Linked DNA regions of Hordeum vulgare: region 1 is linked to region 2. A link is a contact called in public Hi-C data. All regions are on one chromosome and are shown on one strand. The core of a region is the stretch at or near the end of the contact, and the rest is flanking DNA. Distances in the headings are between cores, read along the strand shown.

Region 1 (2,700 bases), core at 35-2,534, 170 kb before region 2:
TTGGTAGATAATCCAAACATATTAAAGTTTTAGTTAGCAAGTTTTTATTAAACAACTTACCGGTTAATTAGTTTTGATAAGTTTGATTAGAACAGAAAGAGTGTGTCGGAGTCGTTTCTAGTTGTGTTTGCTTCTATGGCTGTGTACATATATACACATGCATAGTGTTTTAAGTTTGTATGAAGAGAAAAAGAGAAAACCAATAAAGAGGAAAATAAAGACACAACAAGGATCCTTGATAAAAATGTTTATCGCATGTGTTTATGATATTTTGATGTGATCGATGCTGTGACGAAAAGCCAACAATCTTTTCTGATTCTTTTTCCTTATTAGAAAGCGGTGGCATCACAATCGAGTACTCCCTCCATTCCTAAATATAAGTCTTTTTAGAAATTCTACTAGTAGACTACATACGGATGTATATAGATATATTTTAAAGTATAGATTTACTTATTTTGCTTTGTATGTAGACTCCTATTCAAATCGAATATCTTAAAAGACTTATATTTAGGAACGGGGGGAGTAGTTGGAAAGGCTAACGTTACTGCATGAGAGACAGTCTTGTGGAGGAAAAATTAGCATCATGGAGTGAGGAACCAGCAAGTGCAGGATGCGGGACGCAAGCGGCCGGGCTAAATAACCTCATCCCTAAACGTATGTTGATGCAGCAAGACATGATCACTTTTTATGTTAAGGGAAACGTACACACGCCAACACGTTAAGCAGACAAAAGAGCTAGCTCTCCAGGAAAGCGTCCCGTCGGCAGAGAAGCAAGCAGCTCGTCCGTCCATCCCTCCCGCTGCTCTCCAGACTCCAGGTCGAGGATAAGCGAAACGCACGATTCCAGGCCAAAATAATGCGCTATACCACGAAACCGACGAACCATCACACCACCCCCGTAAGCATATCATGTGTCATCGTCTCGGCAGAGACTAGCAGACCCAGAGCTCCTCCCGCTTCCGTGATAACGAAGACGACGGGCAACGAACGCTCCGGCGAGCATGCACGACGCCTGCGTGCGTGGCCTGGCGATCAATCATGCGTGCATGACAAACTCGGCGGACATGACGCCACACGAACCATACACCCCGATGGCGTGACCCGCGGCTAGCCAGCCGGCGACGAGTAAGCCGGGGTCGGGTCCTCGAAGCCGGTCCGCTCGAAAACCGCAACAGAGGAGTGGTCTCCTCCGGTTGCTGGCGCCGGTCGAGATTGCTGTTGACGCGGCAGTGCAGATCGGGCGGACCACATCACATAATGCAGGCGATAATCTCACGCACGTACGGTGGGTTGAGCGGGACCCCTCGCTAGTTGGAGGACCCCACCTGCCGTAGATCGGGAGGATGCTATTGGATAACGACTCAGTTTTTTTTTTAATTGCCACGTGGGACGTAAAGCATTATCACTGTTCAATTAGCTCGATCGTGTTGTAATCTAAACAAGAGAGATGTAAAATGAATCAACTGTCTGTATTATTCCTTAATGATGAACACTTATATGTCAGGGGAAAGGCGGTTCCTGGAGGCGACGCTCCAGGAAGGATATGTCGGTTCCGCATCGTGGGAGAGATCCACGTGCGGTTACAAGTAGAGATTACTTAATTAATTACATAATTAATTAAATTCTAACACTCCCCCTAATCTATACTTGTCCTTGAGCGTGTTCATCATCTTGAAATTGTCTCCTCCAAAAACCCTGTGGGAAAAATATAAGGAGTGGTGTAGTATATGCAGCTAAAACTCCTTCAAACCCTGTGGGAAAATAAGAAGAAAATGATACCGCATATAATGATTATTGCCTCCGTCAACTCTATATGAAATGTATCCATAGAATAAGAGGGCAATAAATATGTCGTATATACTTTCCTAAAAACCCCGGTGGGGAAAACAGATAGTATGACATATGATCTTATGTTGATATTACCTCATTAAAAACCTTGATGAGAACCTCTAAAGTAAACTCAGAAAGGGAAAAAGAGTGTAATATGAGGCTTTGAACAGGAACAGTTCAGGAAGATACCCCCCCTGACTCTTGCAAATCTTGGAGCCGTCGCATACCAATTCCATGAAGGTATTTCTGGAATGTTGAAGCTGGTAGAGACTTTGTGAAAAGATCAGCAAGATTATCACATGACTTGACTTGCAAGATGTTGATTTCACCACTTTTCTGGAGTTCATGGGGATAAAACAACTTAGGGGCAATATGCTTAGTGATATTGCTCTTTATGTATCATGTTTGCATCTGTGCAACACAAGCCGCATTATCTTCATAGATAATGGTAGGTGATTCGATAGAACCAATTCCACATGACTGTTGTATGTGGTTTATCATTCTGCGAAGCCACATGCATTCACGCGATGCCTCATATAAAGCAATTATTTCAGAATGATTGGTAGATGTTGCAACTAGGGTCTGTTTCGAAGACTTCCATGATATAGCAGTTCCACCATGTAGGAACACAAAGCCGGTCTGCGATCTAGCATTATGGGGATCAGATAAATATCCAGCATCTGTATATCCAATTATACCAGAGTACAGTTTTTCCTGGAATTGAAAAAATAGGCCAAGATCCTTTGTGCCTTGGAGCTATCGAAAGACATTCTTGACTCCCGACCAATGTCGTTTGGTGGGAGCTGCGTTGTGTCTAGCAAGTAGATTTACTGCAAATGCAATGTCAGGTCTTGTGCAATTTGCAAGATA
Region 2 (2,700 bases), core at 61-2,560:
TATTAGCTTAATCCCCTTGTTATAGTAGCTTAATTACGTGGGATTACTGTAGCATAATCCGGAGATGTCACAGCTATGATAGACACAATTTTGCGTAGCATGGAAGAAAACGCAAATTCAAGGCAAAAATGTCACCTAGCCTGTTTGGTGGTCCAGTCCACTGTGCGCTGCTGCCCGAAACCCATCATGTTCACTCTGAGAGATCTATAGATAACATATAATGTCCATGAGCTTTCATGCAGCGACGTTCCTAAGGGCCGACCCATTCAATGGCGCTATAAAGAGAGCAAAAGCCCCCCCCCCCTCCCCCCCCCCCCCCCCCCCACACACACAAACCAAAAGGCCTACCAGGAATCGAGCTCACAACGACACACTAATGACCTGGTGTTCCTTGACACTTGAGTTGCTGAGTGTAAGAGACTTTTAGGGAGAGTGAAAGTTTAAGTACTAAATGGAGCAACAGATTTATTGTTTGGAAATTTTCAAGCATTTGCTTGAAAAATTGTGAATATTTTTTTCCTAAAATACAAATAATGTTTCGATTAGTGAACAAATTTTGATATTTTAAACATAAACAATTTTTAAATATATATTGAACAATTTTTGTATATACACTAAATATTTATTGATATACACACTAAACATGTTTATGATATATGCTGAACAATATTTAAATACACATTGAACATTTTTTTTATATACTCAATACAAATTGAACATTTTTGTGATATACGCTGAATAATTTTAAAGTACACAATGAACATTTTTATGATCTATGCTGGAAAATATTTAAATACACATTCTTTACGATATATGTTGAACAATTTTGAAATACACAATGAACATTTTTTTCAAAATCTGTTGAATATTTTCTTAATAAATGGTGTACATTTCCTTGAATACACAATGAACATTTTTGTGTACAAACACATAACGAACTTTGTATATTACACGAAAAAAATGGAAAAGAAAATAGAAGAAAGTAAATATAAACAAAAGCAGAAAAATAGAAACATACTTACTACTCCGTAGAAGAGAAGAAAAAGCAGAGCTAAGCCAAGCTTCAGGGAAGCCACGTCCTTTTCACGCTCTGCCCTGTAGACTCTCCGAGAAAACGCCGTGGCGGCAGAGATGGATAACTCACGGGATAGGAACCCATCCGACGATCCGAGGTGGCAACACCACGCCTCCACCGATCCAATGCTGCTCCCTGATTGGCCCAAACCAAATCCAGAAATCCTCCATCACCCACGTCTTCACAAAAACTTGTGCTACAAATACTTACACGTCTCCCCTCTCGAATTCCCACCACTCACTGAGAAGCACCCAGCAGCAACAGCCGGCTAGGCCACCGTACGGACCCCGGAGCAGCAGACATGGCATCCACGATCATGGCCGCCGCCTCCCGCGCCGTTGTCGCCAAGACGCCGTTCCTCAGCGGCCAGGGCCGCGCCGCCAGCGCCAGCCCCCTGCGCGACATCGCCGCCGCGACCAACGGCAGAATCACCATGGTACGTGCCATGAACTGACCACCACGGAACTTGTCTGCAATTCTACTAGCATCTGTGCGTGCTAAGAGCTAACGATTGTCTGGTGTGCGCGCGCGCTCGCAGGGCAACGACTTGTGGTACGGCCCGGACCGCGTCAAGTACCTGGGCCCCTTCTCCGCGCAGACGCCGTCGTACCTTAACGGCGAGTTCCCCGGCGACTACGGCTGGGACACCGCCGGGCTTTCTGCCGACCCGGAGGCGTTCGCTAGGAACAGGGCGCTAGAGGTGATCCACGGCCGGTGGGCGATGCTCGGCGCTCTTGGGTGCGTCTTCCCCGAGGTGCTCCAGAAGTGGGTGGGCGTCGAGTTCAAGGAGCCCGTCTGGTTCAAGGCCGGCTCGCAGATCTTCTCTGAGGGTGGTCTCGATTACCTTGGGAACCCCAACCTTGTCCACGCGCAGAGCATCCTTGCCGTGCTTGGCTTCCAGGTCCTTCTCATGGGTCTTGTTGAAGGGTTCCGCATCAACGGTCTCGATGGTGTCGGCGAGGGCAACGACCTCTACCCCGGCGGCCAGTACTTCGACCCGCTCGGCCTTGCCGACGACCCTGTTACCTTCGCGGAGCTTAAGGTGAAGGAGATCAAGAATGGCCGTCTTGCCATGTTCTCTATGTTCGGGTTCTTCGTGCAAGCTATCGTCACCGGCAAGGGCCCATTGGAGAACCTGTTCGACCACCTCGACGACCCTGTCGCCAATAATGCATGGGTTTTCGCCACCAAATTTGCGCCTGGATCTTAGGCTGCCCGACGCGCCACGGTGGCCTGCCATTGTAAAATGTAAATTATTCCCATGTGTGTGCAATAGCAACGAATGGTCGATGTGATCCCTGAAATTCGAAAATTTGGAGGATTTTTTGGTTTAATTTCTGATGTGTGTTGCTTATATGTTGCAATGTGCTTAGCTCATTCTTGATGGTTACTGTCAAAGTAAAACAAGATTGAATGAAAGTGAATGGACCATTAATCCTGATTTCTATTGATTATCAAGTATATATATCTGGAAGAGGTGTGAAGAAGAGGTGTCTCTTCGGAGGCATCCCTCCAGAACAGGTACCTGTTGGCAATAGAGAGAGAAGAGACACGACTATTCGGGTTGGACACATCCATTTGCTAATTAATTAATCTACTAATTAGTTTTTAACACTCCCCCTTGT

The links. A called contact is a pair of places that touch in the nucleus more often than the background predicts.
Region 1: a contact with region 2 is called in a Hi-C map of leaf, with 4 times the contacts expected there. The contact joins the enhancer-like site here to the promoter of LOC123425700 in region 2. A contact is called at or near these places in 2 of 6 Hi-C or Micro-C datasets (leaf and seedling).

The regions. Positions count from the first base shown.
Region 1 is chr2H:167,575,890-167,578,589 of MorexV3_pseudomolecules_assembly, reverse strand. No RefSeq gene overlaps it. Among protein-coding and RNA genes, the nearest start is that of LOC123429856, 41 kb to the right of the region's middle. Within about 2 kb of position 1,284, at least 3 of the 3 cell types and tissues checked have open chromatin away from gene starts, as enhancers often do. A contact at or near this core is called in leaf and seedling, where this site is marked.
Region 2 is chr2H:167,407,240-167,409,939 of MorexV3_pseudomolecules_assembly, reverse strand. It overlaps LOC123425700 (chlorophyll a-b binding protein of LHCII type III, chloroplastic), which reads left to right and starts at 1,310. Exons shown (of 2, transcript XM_045109412.1): 1 at 1,310-1,511; 2 at 1,614-2,409. The coding sequence starts at 1,377. The coding sequence ends at 2,285.